3 separate regions of the Mus musculus genome follow, and regions 1 and 3 are each linked to region 2. Evidence: chromatin contacts called from public HiChIP or PLAC-seq and promoter capture Hi-C data. All regions are on one chromosome and are shown on one strand. The core of a region is the stretch at or near the end of the contact, and the rest is flanking DNA. Distances in the headings are between cores, read along the strand shown.

The links. HiChIP or PLAC-seq counts read pairs in DNA pulled down with a chosen protein or histone mark. Capture Hi-C pulls out chosen DNA fragments and counts their contacts.
Region 1: an H3K4me3 HiChIP or PLAC-seq map of bone marrow-derived macrophages shows a contact between it and region 2, with 2.8 times the contacts expected there. The contact joins the promoter of Rpn1 here to the promoter of Arhgap25 in region 2. A contact is called at or near these places in 1 of 39 promoter capture datasets (pre-B cells), 2 of 115 datasets of contacts at active chromatin or transcription factors (bone marrow-derived macrophages and memory CD8 T cells) and 1 of 9 other capture datasets (pancreatic islet).
Region 3: a contact with region 2 is called in a promoter capture Hi-C map of liver, with 2.9 times the contacts expected there. The contact joins the promoter of 2610306M01Rik here to the promoter of Arhgap25 in region 2. A contact is called at or near these places in 1 of 39 promoter capture datasets (pre-B cells), 2 of 484 Hi-C or Micro-C datasets (memory CD8 T cells and natural killer cells), 2 of 115 datasets of contacts at active chromatin or transcription factors (the SCID.adh cell line and memory CD8 T cells) and 1 of 9 other capture datasets (liver).

What each region holds. Positions count from the first base shown.
Region 1 is chr6:88,082,784-88,087,230 of GRCm38.p6, forward strand. It overlaps Rpn1 (ribophorin I), which reads left to right and starts at 1,690. Exons shown (of 10, transcript NM_133933.4): 1 at 1,690-2,011. The coding sequence starts at 1,748.
Region 2 is chr6:87,531,498-87,536,382 of GRCm38.p6, forward strand. Arhgap25 (Rho GTPase activating protein 25) reads right to left here and starts at 1,762. Exons shown (of 11, transcript NM_001037727.2): 1 at 1,329-1,762. The coding sequence starts at 1,389.
Region 3 is chr6:86,846,934-86,851,673 of GRCm38.p6, forward strand. 2610306M01Rik (RIKEN cDNA 2610306M01 gene) reads right to left here and starts at 2,507. Exons shown (of 1, transcript NR_028298.1): 1 at 1,474-2,507. Aak1 (AP2 associated kinase 1) reads left to right here and starts at 2,572. Exons shown (of 16, transcript NM_001378654.1): 1 at 2,572-3,282. The coding sequence starts at 3,120.

The sequences.
Region 1 (4,447 bases), core at 440-2,939, 550 kb after region 2:
GTGGTCAGACTTTCTATTGTTGTTGTTACATTAAGGCAAAGTATTTTATGTTCTTTATTCTTTATTCTTTCCTTAGCCTCCTAAATACTGAAGCATTACAGGCATGTACCACTACTACAACCAGATAGCATTAAAAAAAGATTTATTTTTAAATTTATATTTATGTGTGTGTATGTGAGAGAGAAAGAGATACAGAGAGACAGATAAAGACAGAGACAGAGAGGAACAGAAGGAAGAACATCTGTGTATGGATGTTTGTGGAGGTTAGAGGGCATCAGATCCTTGCCTGACAGGCAGTTGTGAGCCTGGGAACCGGAAGAATTCAAGTCCTTTGAGAGAGCAGCAAATCCTCCTAACCACTAAGCTGTCTCTGCATACATAATGTATGTACTCGCGTGCAAACAGTAAGTAGTTTTGTTTTCTGGGCCATATAGTCTGGTTTGCAACTACACTACTGTTACTGTTGTACTGTGAAAGCAATCATAAGCTACGGACAAATGAACGTAGCTATGTTCCAATAAAACTTTATAGACACAGATAGATTGTTGGCCTGCAGGTGCTAATTTCCTGACTTCTGCTTTGTAGGGAGGAGCATGGCCAGCCCTCCATTCTCTCTTCTCATTGGCTGGTATCAATGTTTGAATATTTCCATCTCCTCCCAAAATTTACCTTCGAATTACATCCTTCAAGCAACAACATTGGGACGCATTCTCATTTGGGGAGTGGAGACTGTACACAACCATTGTGCAGGGGGCTTGGAGATTTTATAGGGTTGAAAAAAGGGAACTTTAGGGGAGCAAAGTTTTATCTGTAGATTTTTTCATATATATATATATACATATATACATACATATATATATGTATATATGTATATATATATATATATATATATATATATATATATATGGTTTCAAGGCCCAAAAAATGCCATTGGATGTTTTCGTCACTAAGCTGGCTTTCTTGTCAGGTGTATCAGTACACTGACTACAGTTTCTCTGCTCACTTGAAGTTCATTGTTTTTGGTCATTAATTCTTCAGTGTGACTTTGGGAGATGATAGCACTAGAGGAATCCATCTGCAAGATGCCTTTGTAAAAGGGCTTGCCTCAGAGAGACCCTTTCCTGCCTTTCTGTCATATGACGATATGCAATGCCTTCCTTAGAAGGCATGCAATGTCAAAGTGCCACCTTGGTAGTAAATAGCAGCCCTCACCAGACAGCTAGTCCTGCCAGTGACTTCGCCTTGGACTCCTACAACTGTGATAAATGTCAACAGGTATCTGAGGTTAATATCATCAACCTTGGTTAGTTGCTTAAGGTTTCTGCCATCACTCACATTAATGGTTGAACTAAATATTAGAGGAGAGACTTGAGTTTCTGGAAATTTCCCATTTTCCTTTAAACTTTTGCCCACTTAGCATTCGTATCACTATAGAGAAGGCAAAGTTAGTTCCTTAGACTAAGCTATAGTATACTGTTTTTGAGCTGAGAGGCCAGAGTTATTTTGCATAAGCATGAAGGAAACAGACAGGATATAAGGAAATCAGGGGTGAATACGGCTATTAAGCGCCCCAAGAAGTACGCCTGCACTTTAAGATTTTCAATCAGGCGCCCCACGATCGCCCGGTTGCCCTGGAGACGGGGTCCTTTCTGACCGGGCCCAGCCATCTTGTGGTGCTGTTGGCCAATCAGCGGTTGCGCCGTGGCGGGGGGGCGGGGCGCGTGTCGGTGGCGCTCAGCTCGCGGTCATGGAGTCGCCGGTCGCCTTGCTGTTGCTGCTGCTGCTATGTCTCGGGGCCTTGGCCCCGACGCCCGGCAGCGCCTCCTCGGAGGCTCCGCCGCTGGTCAACGAGGACGTGAAGCGCACGGTGGACCTGAGCAGCCACCTAGCCAAGGTGACGGCTGAGGTGGTCCTGGTACACCCGGGCGGCGGCTCCACATCACGAGCCAGCTCTTTCGTTCTGGCCCTGGAGCCAGAACTGGAGTCGCGGCTTGCGCACCTAGGCGTGCAGGTGAGCGGAGGGAGGAGCCGGCGAACCTCACGCGGGATGCCTGAGGCGATCGGGGATCCCTGGGGAGGGGCGGGGAGGTTGAGGGCGTTAGGGATCCTCCAGGTGTCTGGTTGTCTGAAAGGCAGGTGTTGGAGGGGGACAGCGGAGAGGTTGGGGTCCGCCGTCTCTCTTGTCCGCGTGTCCTCTCGGACACGTCAGCACAAGCTTCCGAGCGTGGGGCACCGCCCACGTGGCTGCTCTGGAGCCCAAGGCGACCCCTTGGTCCCCTGGCGACCTCCTTCCGCACCCCAAGAGGATCTTGGCTGTGGCCGGGTGCGGTACTTCGGGTACCCAGCTTCTTTTCTGTCCCCTGGACTTGCTCGTCTAGTGGAGGACTATCAGTGAGTTAAGACAATTTATTTCCTGAATGCAATTGACTGGTGTAGTCTGTTCTCTCCAGACAGCAGCGTTCAGAAATACAGCAGGTTTCTGGTATTAAAGTTTGTCATTCCTCGCACCCGGTTAATGTAACACTCCTCTGAAAGCTGCTGCTTAACGCTTTCTTAATGTTCAGACTAATTGAAGAGTCAGCCCCTTATGCTGTACAGAAAGGTGAAGCCCAGGTCTGTTCCTCCCCACCGTCTCTCATTGGAACACTTCAGCATTTAGCCTTCTGTACTTTTCATTGAATACACTTTTATACCTTTCAAGGAAAGAAATCGCTGGCTTTGGGAATAGAGGGAATATCCACACAGGTTAATTTTTATTACTGTTCTCATTAACTATATTCATTAAGTGATTACCCAATTTACTAGGAGACTAAGCACACCACATTCTTTTTAACTGTATGGAGCTATAAAGCTGGACTTATAATAGTCACTGAAGTGACTCCTGTCCCCTTTACATTGAAGCCTTGTTCATGCTCAGCATGGCTTTCCTCAAATATTTCTGGAAAGACATTCATGACTTCATTGGATGCTCAGTCCTGTTTTGTGAAAATCAGTCATGACTTAATGAAGTCATAGTATAATCAGATCACAGCAGAGGCTTACCACCCTGCTGCTGTCCTGGTGGGAATTGCATACAAGTTGGGTCCCTCTACATGGCTCAGAGCATCCAAGTTCAATTCCACAGCCATCGGTAACTCCAGTTTCAGGGTGCACAGACCCACTTGCAAGCAAAACACCCATGTACATTAAAAGAAAAATTAGGAAAAGAAAAGGCTGTGGCAGGTATTTTAAGAACATTCCCCACCCTATAGCAACCTTTTGAGGCATAGGAATTCTTACATGACTGTGGAAGTATCTGGCTTTGGAGCTTATTAACCCCCCTCCCCCAAATGAAGGTCTGACTTGTCCCATACCCTTGGGTGTATTTGCATTATTGCTACCTTGCTTTCTGGCCTTGACATGAAATTAGGACTTGTGTTTCAGCTCTGCAGTCATGTTACTGACTTACAGTAACTTGTGTTAACTCTGGAGGAAGACGAGTTTATACTCCTTACCTAGGTGAGAAGCAACTGGGTGATAAAGAGGATAAGAAAGGGCACACATTGCCTTGGAAACTTAGGCGAGGTGGACGGAGTACAGGAACCTTTAAGGAGCTAGCAGGACAGTAGGATTATGTAGTTTGAACCATCCTTTTCTCTTACACTGTTTGAGACAGGGTGTTGCTGTGTTGTCCCTGGACTGTTTTGGAACCTAGAATCCTCCTGTCCCAGCCTCCAGAATGCTGATAGCTAAAAATGACCTTGACTGCTGATCATCTTGGCTGTCTGTCCCATGTACTGGGACTACAGCTGTGTACCACCATGCCTAGCTTTCTGACCTTTTACTAAGTAATGCATTTTTTTTTTAAGATTTATTTATTTATTATATGTAAGGACATTGTAGCTGTCAACTCTGCTTGCTCAGTTCCTGCTTGCCCCAGTCCAAAGATTTATTACTATACATAAATACACTGTAGCTGTCTTAATATGTCTAAATATTAAGATACTGAAATAGTAAAGATAATATTTTAAAAAGTGTTCTTGGAGTTGGGATATAGTGATAGTTGCCTATACAATTCCAGCAGTTGGCAGGAGGATCAATAGTTTAAGGTCATCCTAAAGGGAGTGTGAGGCTAGCTTGTGCTACTTGGGGCCCTGTCTCAAAAGAAATCAATTTCCTGTGGGGTTGGGGTGTGGAGCAGTGGTAAAGCACATGCTGAGCTGCACCAGGCTTTGAGTGCAGGTCTGAGAACAACACATACAATTATTCTTTGTAGTGTTATGTTCTCTGTTGGGAATTATTGCTTCAGTCCTAGGAAATAGTTTTTTGTTTTGTTTCATTTTGGTGGGCATTAGGTTAGGCTAGCCAAGGGTCAGTAGAATACATGTATGTTTTCCACAGACTGCACACAGTCTGTCACTCCAGATAACCCCTCAGGAAGCCTCAGCAACCCTTTGGAGTTAACCTG
Region 2 (4,885 bases), core at 512-3,011:
GGAATGCCTTCACAGTGGGGAGGTGGGACACTTACCAAGGAGCAGAGGGACAGATATTCTACCTTAAAATTAATCTGAGTGACTTAGTGAGAGTATGTTTGTATGGGCAGGAGAGAAGGCTCTTTCTTCCCTGTGTCACATCTTGGAGCTGGCTTTGGCACACAGTTCCAGCTCTGTTTGGAAATGTGGGCTCCTGATCACCAAAATAAATGGCTTCTCTGGTTACTTTCAGTTTCATTTCAAAGCCCTTTTCTGACCTGCTTCCTATCTGTGAGCTTTTAGTGAACTACTTATTTTAACACACCAACCACCATGAACCATCTGGCCAAAACTTTCTTCTAAGCAAAATCCTTCCATGCTGTTTGCAAATACCTCAACACTGTAAAGCCTAAAATCAAGAAATTTATCTCACTGAGTAGATAGTCGTGTGTGTGTGTGTCTCTGTGTATGTGTGTGTGTGTGTGTGTGTGTGTGTGTGTGTGTGTGTGTGTGTGTGCTTCATCTGACTATGATCAATTTAAAACTAAAGTTTAATAACAGAAGAAATATCAGGTATTCAGGCCATGCCGATAATCTGAGCACTAAAGTAACTCTGTGAATCTAAGTTTCCATAGCAAGTTTCAGGCCAACTAGAGCTACAGAGCGAGAATTCATGGTGCAGGGGGTGGCAAGAAAACAAGACATCTATATAATAGCAAACAATAGATTTGACGAATATATATCACCATTGTTAGAGGAAAATGATATGAACACCTCGAATTATCCTTCATAACTAACTAAAGTCTATCTTTCCCAACTCTCCTGCGTTCTCCCACGTTCTGTTCCTTAGAATAGTGTTATTATACTTCAAAAGCCTCTATTCTCTCACCCTGTTCTCCTTGTCTACTTTTAACTATAGGTAGTCCCTCATTGGCCTCTGGGTTCACAAAAAATGTGACACTCCCTTGAATTCATCCACAGATGAATCACTTCAAAATACTCGAGTCTCTGTCCTCTTACTGAAAGCCATTCAACAGTTAGACGACGTGCCATGCCAGAAAGAACCGACTTTCCAATGACAGAAACAAAATCTCAGTTTTGTGTCCAATGCACAGCCGAAACCATCCAAGTTCCCTTGACCCACATAGTCCACCCCCAGAGAGAAGAGAACCCCCCCAACCCCAGCACACTAGAACTTCTCAGGACTCGTCCACCCGAATGCACATTTCTGCCAAGCTCAGTGTTGTTGTGTGGTGTGCTTTGGCCGACTGAGCTCCCACAACTCAGAATGCAAATAGTGGGTGCTCACGCATAAGAACCCCGAGGAAATACCTGGACCCCGACCTTACCTATTTTTGAAGCCTCCGCTTTCAAATTGAAATCCCAGTTCCTTGGCAGCTTGAGAGACATTTTGCTTCCGAGGTGGGTGAGTAGCTGGTCAAGTGGCTCACAGTGTGTCACAGGCTGTGCCCTTCTTGTTTCTCTGATCTTCACTTCGGTTCCTCTGCCTTCTCTGCCTGTTGCTTGCTTTGCAGGCACTCTTACGCTCCAGACCGATCTGCCCACGTGTCTCCTCCTTTCTCTCTCATGAACCGTCCATCCATCTGTCACTCGGGGATGGCACCCAAACTCCCCAAGTCCCACCCACAGTCCCCCAGGGGCTGGCACCCTGCTTTGCGTTCAGATTTACCAGAAATGTCCCAGTTGACACTGCCTCTTGGGAAGCAGAGCCCTGCTGGGCAGAATCTCAGGCCTTACTGAAGTGAAGTTGTGATAAACAACTGCTTTTTTTTTTCTTAACTGTCTGCTTCCTTGCGTTTTGAGGAAGTGGCTGGCTGTTCAGTGTTGTAGCGTTATGAGCACACTGTCTTCAGAAGATGTTATTTAGAAATCTTTGTAAAGCTAGTGCATGTTTGTGTTATAAGACTGTGGTTTTAATTAAATGGAAAGAGACTCCCAAGGCTCTCGCCATGTGCCTGGACTCCTGTGTTCGCCTCCTTGACTCCAGATTTTGGCGGCTAAAAGAGGCCAGGCAGGCAGCCAGCATTCTGCCCAAGAATGGGCAGCATCTTTAAAAATTCCTGCCGTGAAAGGACCACATAGTTCACACCTGCTTGGGTAGAAGGTTTCCAGCAGGTACTTTGATTCCAGCCAGGCAGAGCCACACAAAGGGTCACTGCTTCTCCCCCCTTGTGTATGCTGTGGCGTTTACAACCAGACCACCATGTGTAAAAAAATTCAGTTTTCCTCCCCTTTTAACAGACTCTTCCTGGGCCTCCACGACTTCTTCAGAGAAACAGGATCCTTAACAACTGTGGGGTAAGGAGTCGTTGCAGAAGCTGGTGGGACAGACTCTTGACACACAGCCAATACCCCACAAGCACTTATTTGACCTTCATTCTATCTAGCCCAGTCTGTGGCAGACTTTTACATCTTCAAATAGGTCACCTTGAGCTAGCGGTTGAGCTGATAGGTCCTCGAACCAGACTGCTGTGTTCAAATTCTCAGGCCGGTTGACTTTGGATGTGGCTCTTGAACCATTATTTTCTGTTTTGATTCCCTCATCTGTAAGTGTAGCACTTAACAGACTGATTTTGCAGGGCTGCTATGAGGTTTCTGCAGGCTCCAAGCCTTCCATGTAATCACCAAGCACACCGCACATGCCTGGGGCCTGGGCCATCTACCTCAGTTCTCCTGGATAACTGCTTTTCAACACCTCCCACGGGCTATGGACAGGTGACCCACCTTCCCGTTACCTGCTGCATGGACCACCTCACCTCTCCCCAGCTCAGCTCCATCTCCTCTTTCTATTTTCTCTTGGATCTTTCCAATCAATATTAGCACTACAATGTTTTTCATATCAAAAAAAATCTCTCTTGACACTACTTCCTCCTTTGGCTATAGACTATTTCTGAGAATTTTTTTTTTAAATTAAGGACTGTTGGACTTACTGTGATCGCTCCTCTTTTTCCTTCCTGGATTTCTCCCATTGAGGCTTTTGCCCCCAGGACCCCATAGAGTGGCTTCTCAAGACACCAACAGCTTTCCTGTCACTGAACCAGGTCTCCATCCTCACCTCTCAGCCTTATCAGCAATGGACAGAGGTGGCCGCTGCCAATTTGTAGAACTCTGTGAACCAGACTGGTTTTCTGCCTCTTTTCCTGGTACTCTATGTCCGGTTTCTCTCTTTATCCTTTCTCTCACTGTAAGTTGGGCTTACAGTGGGTGTAAAGATACATCTTTATCATCTTGATGATCATGGCTGCCCTAAGACTTTAGTTACACCACATAGATAATGGCCCACATATATAATGTATGGATGTTTCCAGACTAGACCACTTTTGAGTTCCAAGTTATGTACATCGTTGCTTTCATCTCTAAGAGGCATCACAGACTAATGTGAACACCTGGGGCCTGAGTGTGCTGACCCAGGGCGTGTCCTTCTCACTGAGAACTAAAGGACCACATGAACAATAAATATATCCCAAGCCTCTGTGCTCATCTTCTCTGCTTATGTTTCATTGGCCAACATGAGTCACATGAGCAAGCACACCAACACAGAGACAGGAAGTACACACAGCAATGAGAGAAAAGGGACTGCCTAGCTTACCCAGCTGCCACCCGGTGCCACAGGGGTGCTGGATTCCTTAACTTTGGCTCAGGCTCTTGGGGACTTTGGAGTCTGTGATCTACAGTACTTCCTGCCTGGCCCAGCACACTGTTCCCTATCTGATAGCCCCCCTGAGCACCATCCTAGTAGCAGCTCCATGTGGAGCTTCAGTCCTGGACCTTTAAGTTAGGAATTCTGACGACATTCTGAAGGTGGCATTTAGAGACACATAGGGAACTTCCTGGACTCTTTGGGGGTGAGTTCCTGTGAGTCTCGGAAAAACATATGACCCGAGGGGAAGTTGGTGTGCACACTCAGAAAGTCAGTCAGCAAACTCAGCAGCAGCTATGGCAAGGCTGCTCGAAGCCGCCCACAGAGTCTGGTGCTGGCTATCAGATCCTGAGTGGGGGTCAGTGGGAGTCAACGTTACTCCTGAGGGGGAGTAGAAACTTGCTGTGGCTACTTCGGCACATCTCTGACCTTTAGAAGATGAAGAACTGGATGTCTGATAGTAAAGACTGAGTTAACATCAGCATTAAGGAAAGAAAACATCCATGTGTTTGCTTATTTATCCTGACCATTTATTAAGACGTCAACGTTTTGCTGGAGGAAAGTTCATGAGCGAGCAACTTGATTTCAATCTCTCTCCTTCCTTTCTCTCTTCTCACCTCCCAGATGCAACCAATAGGAAGGAGGAGCCCAATTCAGTGACCGGCTAAATATAACAGGATATGTGCTGAGGAAGAATGGGAGCTGTGAGAGTCCCTGTGGGAGGGGCATGAGTGGGACCGGAGAGAGAGGGAAGGTGTCCTGAAGCAGCGGCTGCCACACTCTGACTTGACAAATGTGTCAGAGAGATGGAAAGATTTCAAAAAGGACCGGCTGTGGTGCTTCGCGCTGAGGCTGAGGTGGGCAGAGTTTAAGAGCAGCCTGTACATCAAGAGTCAGAGACTGTCACAAAAGAAAGGAAAGAAAAAAGAAAGAGAGGAAGGAGGGAAGGAAGGAAGGAGGGAGGGAGGGAGGGAGGGAGGAAGGAAGGAAGGAAGGAAGGAAGGAAGGAAGGAAGGAAGGGAGGAAGGGAGGAAGGGAGGAAGGGAGGAAGGAAGGAGAAAAGCCGGTAGGGAAAGGAAGAGGAAGGGCGGGAGGGGGAGACTGACTGGGGGTTACAAAATAGGCTCTAGAACAGTAAATGCACTGTCAGACCCTGAGTGGGTGTAGAAACTTGGTGTGGCTTCTGCTGTGTGTCTCTGACCTTTAGGAAGGGTGCGTTAGAGGAAAGACAGGCTGGGGCCAGAC
Region 3 (4,740 bases), core at 1,257-3,756, 680 kb before region 2:
AATGATCTTAAAAATAGTACTCTATAGCCAGGCGGTGGGAGCACATGCCTTTAATCCCAGTACTTGGGAGGCAAAGGCAGGCGGATTTCTGAGTTCGAGGCCATCCTGGTCTACAAAGTGAGTTCCAGGACAGATAGCCAGGGATATACAGAGACTCCCTAAACCAAAAAAAGAAAAAAAAAAAAAAAAAAAAAAAAAGAAAAAAACCAACCCCCCCCCCAAAAAAGTACTCTGTTTCATAGGTGACAGTGAGGATTAAATAATATAATATATACAAAACTAGAAAACCTGAGTAATAATTGCTATTAATATTAGTCCTTGAAAGGATGAAAACAATAGATTTAGTCTCCTATTAGTCACTTAGTTATTTCTGTCAGATTGTGATCAAGCTATACTTTAAAAACAAACCAACCAACCAACCAGTGTGTTCCAGCATTTGGGAGGCAGAGGCAGGCAGGTTCCTATGAGTTTGAGGCAGCCTGATTTACAAAGAGAGTTCCAGGCCAGGCAAGTTACAAAGTATGACAGCCATTTTCATCCCCCCACCCCCACCCCACTCGCGCATACACACCAGTCAATCAATGTATAGGAATGATTGCTGCAGTCCCCTTCTGTTAAACAGTGGTCTTTCACTCAGGCTGAGTGCCTACTAAAAGCATGTTACTCAGTGGGAGTAGGCTGCCTTACTCCTTCTGGAAAACCTTGACTGTCTGAAGTGAGGCTTGAGATTTGAGCAAACCTGGTCTGTACCAGGAGAGTGGAGAAAATTAAAACCCGATAAGGCACCAGGGCTCGATGGACAGACTAACAGACTCTTTAAAGGTCGGTCAAAATTAATGGTGCTGAGAAAGATGAGGGGCTGTAAGCCCACTAAGATTTCCCATCTATTTTAAGACACACACTAAGCTTCTGTAACAGAAATCAAGCCTTTTAAGGAAGGCGAGGAGAACACACCCTGGGCTGAGTTAGGAAGATGTTCCGCAGGTGCTGAGTCTCACCCTTAAGGTGGCTGTAGGATTGTGTGAACTGAGGTGGCAATACTGGCTCTCTCCGGAAGTTAAGATGCTATCTCTCTCCGGAGAGTTATATGACTATGGTACCACATGAAATAAGAAACCGCAATAGCCACCGCCAGCACAGCCGGACTCAATATTCAGATTAACCAAGAGCCATCTTTTTTTGTTCTATTTTTCAAGACAGGGTTTCTCTGCATAGCCCTGGCTGCCCTGGAACTCATTCTGTAACCCAGGTTGTCCTCGAAATCAGAAATCTGCCTGCTTCTGCCTCCCAAGTGCTGGGATTAAAGACGTGAGCCACCACTGCCCAGCAAGACCCATCTTTTTTTATTTCCTGGGGGCCCCCTTCTAGATCTTCCTCAAGTGCCTGAAGTAGAAATTCTGGGATGAACTGCAAGAGGGTAGTTGCATCTTTAAGAAGTGTGGGGAGCTGGTGGAAAAATAACCTATACTCAAAAAAGAGAAAAAACCATGTATTTCTTGGGGGAGAGGGCAGGGGAGGCAGGGATTTGGCACGACAACAACATCTTCTGTGAAGCAATCTAGGAGGAGAGATCTCAATTCCTTTCCAAATCCTTAGCATTTGACAGGTGCCAATCACACAGCCCTGTACTCTATCCGCACCCAAGCGATCCTTAGTAAACACAGCATCTTCTTGCGAAAGATTCTGAAGAGAAAGCAGTAGGTGTGTCTAAAGTTCCCTTTAAAGGCGTGAATATATCTGGTAAGGACCAGGCAAATCTGGGTCGGCAGAGGGCCATGGTTTGGGGTGGAGCCCAAGGATGGATGTAGCCTGGTCCCTAGATGCTCCGTGTACTGGATCTCCCGCAGTTCCTTCTTCGACCCTCAGGCTTCTCAGTTCTCATCGTGGTCGGGGACCGGAAGACACCTGCTTTGTTTCCTTCAGCACCGAGATTCCGCTCGGCTCCCTGCTGGCATCATACCCACTTCTCCCCAGCCCCCAAGCCTTCAGTACCTCCGCTCCCATGACGTCGGGGAACTCCCAAACCCAACTGGGGCGAGGCAGCTAAACCGCGTCCTTCAGGTGTCAGTCCGGACTCCTGTGAAACCACAATTCCCAGAGTGCCTCTGTCCATGAGGCCAAGCCATAGATAAAATGGCTACAGAGAGTGGGACGTGCAGCTGGAAAACTAGTCTCTGGTGACTTTAGCAGATGTACTTAAATACCCGAAGCCTCACTTCTGCACCACTCCACTATCATCTCCAGTCCCTGGAGACGGCGTCCGAAGGTGCGCTCGCTCCCGGGGCATCTTGGGAATTGTAGTCCAGATGCCAGATTACCCCGAACTACTCTTCCCAGGGTGCTCAGCGGCAGGACTACGGCAACGCTCTCTTCCAAGTGTCTCTGTCCCGAGTTCCACTGCTCTGGTTCCCTTCTTGCCATCGGTTTCTTTCGCTCTGTAGCTATAGCTGGTGCACCTGAGACGGCCCCTGAGAAGGGGCTGTGCGGCCCTGAGAAGCACTTCCGGTGGCAGGTCACTTCCGGGTGGGTGGTCGGAGCCGACGGGCGCGCGCGCGGGGGAGGGGCGGCCTCAGCGCGGCGCTCGGGGATCAGCTGGCGGGCGGGCGGGCGCCGAAGCGGCCCCGGCTCTGCGGCAGCGCCGCCTCCTTCGTGTCGCAGGCCGGCGGCCGTGGCCATGTCGCGGGGCTGGTAGCTGGGCTCGCCGCCGAGCGGCCGCTAGTGGGTGTCCGGGGCCCGGGGCGGGGGTCCGGGCAGGGGTCCGGTGCGTTTCCAGGGCTTTCCCGAAGAAAATGCACGCAGCGTTTCCTCTGGATGACGGCCTGTGCTTTCCCTAGGACCCGGCAGTTAGGCTCTGGAGTGTGTTACTGATTCATCCTCTCTCTGCCTCTGTCATCGCAGGTTTAAACTTAAACGATCGCTCCCCGAGGAGGAGGGGACCCGCCGCGCGATTGACAGTCTATTCCTGCAGGCGCCGTCCCTCAGCCCCCACCCCACGGCCGGATTCCCGGGGCTCTGCTCAGGGCTGAAACCGGAGAAGAAATCCTTAGATCTCTTTTCTTTACAACAAATACGAACCTAGAAACCATCGGCATTTTGCCTTGGCATTTCATATTGGAAAGATGAAGAAGTTTTTCGACTCCAGGCGGGAGCAGGGGAGCTCTGGCCTGGGTTCAGGCTCCAGCGGAGGAGGGGGCAGCAGCTCAGGCCTGGGCAGTGGTTACATCGGAAGGGTCTTCGGCATCGGGAGGCAGCAGGTCACCGTGGACGAGGTGTTGGCGGAAGGTATGTTGGGAAGCCAGTGCGCGGTGAATTAATCTCGTGTGCTGATGTGGCAAGACTCTGGTTTCTAGTTGTATGAATGGGTTTTGACCAACTGACCCTCCCTTCCCCCTCTGCACTTTCCTTGCGAGTCATTGTCCTTGAGAGAATTAAAACTCAGACTGGGAATTGACAGGGCTTGGGGGGGCAGTATTGCCCAAATAGTTTACCTCAGTGGCCTTTCATTTGGGTGGGTGGGGGGAGCGCGTGGAGAAATCTCTTCCTTTGACCGAATTATTCGGATCCTATGTGTGAAGTATAAGTGAAATGCAGGGTGGTGGTCTTGCCATTTCCCTGAAACTTTAAATTCTGATGCGGAGGCTGAAGGGTGGGGATGGGGAGAGATCTTAAAGGAGAGGGGGGCTTCTCCCACCTAACTTTCCTATTTCTTTAAGTAGGTAGCCAAAGAGGATTTCTCTGGGGACAGGAATGCATTTTTTGGTGTTTTGGTTAGGTTTGTTTCTTTACCCAACTGCAGTGAGGTCCCCAGGATGTGGCTAAGATAAAATCATAAGCGAATGAGATGGTTTTGAACTCAGACGCCTAGGCCTCTTTTCTCCTTTTAGTTTCTATTAAGAATGACTTAGGATTGGCTCTGGTTTAGTGTTCTCTCAGTTGGAGAGGATGCTGTGTGGTTTCTCTCGGTGTGTGCTCGTTGGTCTATCTGTGCTCCTGCAGATACATATTTTTCTGCCCCAGGCTTTAGGGAAAATCTTGAGTGTTTCTTGGGTAACCTTAACCTCGACCTTCGTAATTATGCCAGACTGATACTTTTCACAGCTCATTGCCTGCTTACTGTGCTTTTATTTTTAATAAAAGCAGCAATTTCCTTGGCATGAAGCAATTTAAACTAATTGGATAGGACCAGTCTGCTGTAGGTTGCGTTACAGCCTGCCAAGGCTTGGGTCTGGGGGAGGCCTCAGTGAAGGCAGCATGGTGGTAGAGGCTAGTCTATCAGCGAGGGAAGGAGGAATGAGAGCTAAGCAGCCCCTTCGAAAAGGAGGCTTTTGCAAGCTGAGGTTGAAGGAAGGACCTCTACCTGGGCCTAGGAACTGCCTGTCATGGTGAGTCTTGTAGGGTGGTGGACGGGTGGGTGGGAAGAGGCCAAAGCTGTGTTAGACTTAGTTTGTGTAAGTACTGGATTTGGCAAGGCCCAGTTTCTGAGGATACATTGAAGCCTATACTTAAAAAGCACAATTTTGAAGAGATATCTGATAATTTCCTTGTAAATTACTGCTGCTTTTTTTATTTTTTATTTTCCATTCTTAGTATTGTTCCGACTGGACTTAATCTGGGCCTGAGTTACAATCCTTTCTGAACCTTTCCTTGAGGATTCTGGTGCAGGGTGGGAGATGCTGCTATGTCTGCTGCCAGATCTGTACCTTGGAATCTGAGCTGACTCTTATCCTGTAGCCAAAGTCC